2 separate regions of the Mus musculus genome follow, and region 1 is linked to region 2. Evidence: chromatin contacts called from public Hi-C data. All regions are on one chromosome and are shown on one strand. Each heading gives the region's core, a stretch centred on a gene start, on an enhancer-like site or on the middle of the called end of the contact. The rest is flanking DNA. Distances are from core to core; before and after follow the strand shown. Region 1 has its middle 19 kb from the start of Abcc12. Region 2 has its middle 90 kb from the start of Abcc12.

Region 1 (3,352 bases), core at 831-3,330, 110 kb before region 2:
GACACTGGGACATAATTAGGAAGTAAACAGGGATGTGTTTAGAGTAGGAGCAAGCAGGAGGAGTCTAGGCAGGCCAACCAGTGAAGCAGCTGAAGTCCAGCATCTTCACCATAGCATCTGCTTCCTTGGAACTCAATGCAGGGACTGCAGTTTTTCCACTGCAGATGGCAGTGGCTGCTGATGCTGCTGCCCTGCTGTTGCTGCTGCTTCTGCTGCTGCTGTTGCTGATGCCCTGTTGTTGTTGTTGTTGCTGTTGCTGTTGCTGTTGCTGTTGCTGTTGCTGCTGCTGTTGCTGCTGCTTCTGCTGCTGCTGTAGCTGTTGCTGCCTCTGCTGCTGCTGCTGCTGCTGCTGCTAGTGCAGTTCACTGTAAAGGAAGCAAAGGTGTGGATATGGGAAGACTGGAGCATTAAAACTGGTCTGATTTTGAGTGGTGGCTCAGTTGTTAACAGCACTGGCTGCTTTTTCAGAGAACCCGGGTTTAATTTCCAGCATTCACACGGCGGCTCATGTTACTCCAGTTTTAAGTGATCTGATGCCCTCTTCTGGCCTCTGCAGGCACCGGGCATGCATGTGATAAACAGATATACATGCAGGTGAAACATTCATACACCTAAAATAAAAACAAATACATCTGAGAGAGAGAGAAAGAGAAAGGGAGGGTGGCGTTCTGCTCCCCACAGTACACTGAGAGTAAGGGACATTCCTAGAGACAAAACGTTAATTGACCCCCAACCTTCATCTTCCCTTATTCTTCCTATTTAACTGGACACTGGGATAGCTACTGTCTAAAATATGTTCTTTATAAAAGTCTTCCCAGTAGCTATGGCTCATGGAATGGAATGGGGAAGTCCAGTAAAAGTTCTGGGTTGGAGCCAGTACAGAAAGAATGTTGATCTTGTAGACACCGTCTTACCTCTGGCTTTACTTCTGGCCACTTTCCACTTTCTGGCGGCACCAAATGACCACAAGCTCCAGGACCATGGCCTACCAAGTTCAGAAATTCTCAGTCAAGGTTTCAAAGTAGGGTATTTTCTCATTGGGTTAGCTCAGTCATATGCTCATCTCTGAACCAAGCATGTTAAGCTATTAGAAGTTGGATTTGCCAGGCCCAGTCACTCCTGTGTGGGAGGACAGGATCAGCTCCAAGTCACATGGACTGAATGGAGGGGTTCCCTCTCTAGAATCGCGAGGCTTTTGCTATGAGCAGGCTATGGATGCCGGCAGGCCCCTCAAGGGTGTTGGCAGATATTGAAATAGAAAAAGAAATGATTTTCAACTTCTAGGCAGAAGATCTCTAGGGGAAAAAATGTGTCAACGCATTTTTATTTGTTTTCAAATTGTGATCACCAAGTTCCTCAAAATTCCACAAGAAAAATGAATCCAGTAAGCTAATAGTCTCGCATAGTTTTTCACAGTAGGATAGAGCTGCCTTTAAATGATACCCTGCCTGGGGGTTTTGATCTCTGGAGACACGAAGTAAGCAGTAAACAAGTCAGCAGGCAGTTCCAGAGCAGTGCCAGGAGGTGTCGACAAAGAGCTGAGCTGAGCTTCCATAGAGCTCGCTTGCCCAGCGGACTTGCTGCAGATTCCCTAGAGCGGCAGCAAACAAACATTTACTTAGATAAGAAGGATGGGGTCGGAAGAACGTTCAGTGCAGAAGGAACAGTTTTGCCTGAGGGCGATGCGATCTCAGAACCGAAGAACACGGTCTACACCGAAGGCGGGGAAATGTTCTCATCTTCTTCCGCCCGGAGGCGTCTCCAGTGACACCTGTTTCTTTTTGTGGGGTATTTTTTGACTGTAAATCCTCATTCTCTCTCTCTCAATAGCTATTTTCCCTGTTACTTTTTTTTTTTTCTTCAATCTTTTATCCCCTTTCGTTACTTTCGGAGTCCCAAAGAGCAATCGAAGGGCCCTTCTAAGTGCCATCCTATCCGGCTTCTTCCAAGTCCAGAGTTGTTAATAGAAAATATCTGTCCCTCCCAGACCTATTTTGTGGCAATGGCCTTTGTACCAGAACGCCCTCCCCAAACAGCCATCATCCTTCAGGAGGGTCCTCATGTTTTACTCAAGCTGGCCAGCAGATGGCAGGTTCTTCCTAGTAATGCAGGAAGGCTCCGTAGACTCAAAACTGCAGTGATCTACACGGAATCCGGACAGAAAAACGCAGATCCCTGAGTCAGAGGATGGGAAAGAGGCTACTGCCACCGATCCACAGGACTCCACCTACCTCCCCAGCCCCGATCTCTTCCATCAATCTCTATTTCTGGGATTATTTTCAAAGTCAGCAGCAGCTAAATCACTCAGAGCAAATTTATTAAAGCCACTCTGCAGTGGCTGGTTTCAAACTCACTATGTGGTCCAAGCTGGCCTTGAACTTGTAGCTCCAGTTCTAACCTTTCATGTGGCTGGGTATATGTATGGGCCACTATGACTAACAGACAGTTCTCAGAACAAAAGCAGTTTCCACCTATGTGATACTCTGGTGCCAACTCTTCAGACTGTCAAATTCTTACATAGGGCTGGTGGCAAGAGCCTTTACTCACAGCACTTAGGAGGCAAAGGCAGGCAGATCTCTGAGTTTGAGGCTAGCCTGGTCTACAGAGTTCTAGGTCAGCGGGGGCTTGCCAGAAACAAAACAAAACAAAACAAAACTGACGTCCTAACACATTTTATACACATCCCCTTGTCTCATCTAGATAATTTGTGTTAGAAGCAACCTTACAGATTACCAGTCTGAGAGCTGACCTGTCTGTCGTCCATGTGCCTGTGGGCTAGAACAGAAAAAAATGTCATTATTTTTACTAATGGAAATTTAGCATTTTCCCTTTATCATAATGGAGGTAATCAAATACATCATATCCACGACCTTCACGAGGATGGCGGCATCAATGGGCGTTCTCAAATCTCATTTGGTTGCCCCAGTTTTCACAAACCTCACGTGTATTGATGCTTTGGACTCTTGGTGGTCATTAGACCTCCTTCTAGATTATGTTACTTAGAGCGTCAACACAGTAGATTATGTTTCATAATATCCTGCCTTGTTTTTAACATAGCACTCTTTTAGTTTAATTGGTTATCTGTAATTCTACATATCGTGTCTTGGACATTAAAAAAAAGGTTTTGAAAATACACTGGAGAATCAAAGAGGCCCACGGCATGGGAACAGATTAATAACAACATTTATCTGATATAAATAAATAACATTTATTCTGATAGAGGGATCCTCACTCTGGCAGGAGGGGTGTCTGGCTCAGAACCCCATCACTGGCTTTGAACAGACTTGTCTGCACTTTGATCTAAGACAGAAGAAGAAAGGACCAGAGGGACAGGCAAACATCCAATATGGGG
Region 2 (3,281 bases), core at 263-2,762:
CGGGTTGATCTTTTTTTCTTTGTATGAAGCTACAGCTCTATATTTTCCATTGTTAATTCTGTACCAGCACAGAGCTCAGTGCTGGTAGGATTTTGGGCTTGTCGTTTCTATGACGTCACCGGATTTCCTATTTCGTAAATATTCATCCGTCCTCACCTGCCTAAAGGCAATCTAGAAATGCTCAGAGGTTGTCTTGCTGCTGATTGGTTGTAATAAAGATCTGACAGCCAATAGCTGTGGCAAGAATTAGGGAGACTTTCTGATGGAGGCACTGTGGCAGGGCCACTGTGAAAGGAGGGAGCCACAGACTGCCAAATAAGGCCAGGGGGCCAAGTTCATTACCCAAACCCTAAATCACAAAATTAGTCATGAAATAATCTTTGCTTTGTCTTTCTCTTTCCCCCTCTTTGTTAACAGCTCTTTACCTCACCAAGTTGCTTATGGCTGTGATCTTTATTACAGCAGTATGGATCTAACCCAGACACTGAGTAAATGCTATCAGCTGCCTCAGGACTCTGCAGATTCATACCCATGCCCAGGCCTTCAACCTTGAGTTTACACCTTCAAGAACTGTAGGAAAGAAATGCATTTCCTTTATAAAATTTTCTACTCTTAGGTATTTTGCTATAACAATGGGTTAGTGAGGGTGTTACCAGAATGGCCTCAGCTCACACAGGTGTCCACAAGTTCATTTCCTGCCCAGCCCAGGGAAGATTGGTATTTCTGACTGCTCCCTAGGTGTCAGAGGAGAGCTAGGGGGTGGGGGTGGGGGGGACAGAAGGATTTGTCAAAGTGGACTCTGTTCTCATTTGCTCTTTGTTACTGTGATAAAACATTGGCCAAAATAGCTTGGGAAGGAAAGGGTTTATTTATTTCAACTTGCACTTCATTTTAAAAGTCTATTACTGAGGAAAGTCAGGACATGAGCTCATGGCAGGAGCTTGTAGGCAGTAACTAAGCAGAAAGCATAGAGGGATGCTGCTTAGTGGCTTGTTCCCAGGCTTACTTTCAGCTTTCTTTCATAGCTGCCTAGGGATGGTACCACCCATAGTGGGCCCTCCTACATCATCAATCAAGACAGTGTTCCACAGACAAGCCCATAGGCAAGCGTTCAGTTAAGATTCCCTCTCCCCTGTGGCTCCAGGTTTGTGTCAAGCTGACGGCTAAAGCTATGACAGGCTCCCTGTGAGATTCAGGCTCAGCATCCATCCAATGCTGAGATGAATATCCTGAAGCTCTGCTAGAATGTTTCCAATGTGCTTTTGTGGTTGTGATTTCTCTGGGAAAAGTTCCTTCAGCTGTCATCCAGTCGATGAGTCTGAGGTTTTTAAGTCATTCCCTGGGAAGAGAAAATTTCTCTGTTTGGTCAAGGATGCTGTCACATTTGTCTTACTTTGGCAGCTGTCAGATATTTGTGAGGGCATGTGGAAAATCAGAGGCATAAGCCCTTGGGTGAAGCCTGGTGGTCCACCTCCTCTCTGACAGCTCATTCTTCTGGATACGACTCTACTCAGGGCCTGGCTGCCGTTTCTTGCATCTGAACCAATGGCTGGGAGGCTCAGATTCTCTCTCTTACTAACCCCTTACTCAACGTCCCCACCACAGGGAACCCTAGGCCTCTCCGTTTTCACAATGTTGGTATGAACATAGCAATAACAGTATGTTTGCTAACCTCAGACCCTGCAAAGTCTTCCTCCTGGGGTCCTTTGCTGTCTTGTGTGCTCCAGCTTGCTGCCACTAGAGGCTGCTGTGGTCAGGGGTATAGAGTCCAAGGCAGAGCTGCTTACAAAGAGAGGAAGAGAGAAAGACAAAGCAAAGATTATTTCATGACTAATTGTGTGATTTAGGATCTAGGTAATGTACTTGGCTCCACACCTCATTTGGCAGACCGTGGCTTCCTTCCTCCGCAGTGGCCCTGCCACCGAGGCTCCATCAGAATGTCTCCCCAGTCTGACCTATTGGCCTTGTGTTGGTAGGTACAGGCGGCTGTGTGTAGCTGATGCAAGCTGTTCTCTGTGCTTCATCTCTAAACCACGACTCAGGGGGATTCTTCCTTTGAGGGGACTTTTCCAAGGATGCCGATGGGAAACTGATTCTGAGTGATGACTTTTGCGTAACAAGCATGGGAGAGAGCAAAGGAGAGTTGGGGGCTAGGCGTGGTCAGTATGTTTCTGATTCTGTAGTTCTCCATCAGGCTAAGATTAAGATAAAGGACTTGTGTAACCTATCTGAGCATTCATTTAGTACCTATTGTATGCAGGAAGTGTTGTTCCAGTTCAGTACTACTCTGGAAGCTCTCTTTGGAAAAGCAGGATGGAGATTTGGATGGGGAACTAGGGAAGAGTTGAGGGGTTTTGAAAGCATGGTTAAGAATAGCTAGGAAAGCAAGAAAACTTGTAAATTGGAGCTATTTAATATATCAGGAAATAGAACCTGGATGGGGCAACAGTGGATTCAACATGCAAGGCTTTCTTTATTCCCTGTGATTTAAAGACATGGCAGTGGAAAATGGGTCCCTGCTGAAGTCTGATTTCCCCATGTTGCTGAGCGGCCACAGTATTCTTATTGTCATTCACATCTTGGGCAGTATTTACTTAGAATGATCAATTCATCACGAAGGACATACACCAGTGCTTATCAAATGAGATCTTTGCATTCTGAAAAGACCTAAAAACAAAAAATCCAAACCAAACCAAACCAAACCAAACCAAACCAAACCAAACCAAACCAAAATCACTCTTTCTGGTTGAAAATGGATTCCAAAGGAGCAGCATTAATTACAGGGTCCCTGGGCCAATGACTTCAGTATATACTTTGGGCGCACCTACAATTTAGCCCTTTACGGTCCTTCGGTGGGTCTGTGATTTTTGTGAGGCAAAATCCAGGCAGGACTTTTGCCCACACTGTCTTTGGTTCTCCCCTAGGAGCAGAAAACTCTACAGGAGAAGATAAATAACTTGGAACTATAGTTCCTAGATCCTTGTGCAAACAGGAAGCCTTTGGCGTTTGTCTTGTGGTCTCCCTGCCGTGGTGTCTTGCCCCATGCCATGGGCCTCCCCATGCCCCATGCCCCATCTCCCATCCTCCATCTTCCCCAACCCCGCCCCCGTTTTCAAGACAGAGTGTTGAGGGATGAGTAGTCTAGAGAAGGCTTCCACTAATGCCCAAGCATATGGAAGCCTCTCATGGTCTACCCTCTGAGCATCAGGACCAACATGCAAGGGGCTGGACCTCTATTTGACATTTATGAGATGCTTGGCTAATACAGTAACCCCTCCCTC

What was found. A called contact is a pair of places that touch in the nucleus more often than the background predicts.
Region 1: a contact with region 2 is called in a Hi-C map of cerebral cortex, with 4 times the contacts expected there. The contact joins two enhancer-like sites. A contact is called at or near these places in 9 of 39 promoter capture datasets (the 3T3-L1 cell line, the HPC-7 cell line, embryonic stem cells and 4 more), 1 of 15 datasets of contacts at CTCF or cohesin (CD8 T cells), 39 of 484 Hi-C or Micro-C datasets (the G1E-ER4 cell line, LSK cells, the N1E-115 cell line and 22 more), 3 of 115 datasets of contacts at active chromatin or transcription factors (astrocytes, embryonic midbrain and embryonic stem cells) and 2 of 9 other capture datasets (adipose tissue and pancreatic islet).

Annotation. Positions count from the first base shown.
Region 1 is chr8:86,584,024-86,587,375 of GRCm38.p6, reverse strand. No RefSeq gene overlaps it. Among named protein-coding and RNA genes, the nearest start is that of Abcc12, 19 kb to the right of the region's middle. Within about 2 kb of position 2,080, at least 93 of the 459 cell types and tissues checked have an H3K27ac peak or open chromatin away from gene starts, as enhancers often do. A contact at or near this core is called in cerebellar granule neurons, cerebellum, cerebral cortex and 6 more, where this site is marked.
Region 2 is chr8:86,474,487-86,477,767 of GRCm38.p6, reverse strand. No RefSeq gene overlaps it. Among named protein-coding and RNA genes, the nearest start is that of Abcc12, 90 kb to the left of the region's middle. Within about 2 kb of position 1,512, at least 34 of the 459 cell types and tissues checked have an H3K27ac peak or open chromatin away from gene starts, as enhancers often do. A contact at or near this core is called in cerebellar granule neurons, cerebellum, cerebral cortex and 6 more, where this site is marked.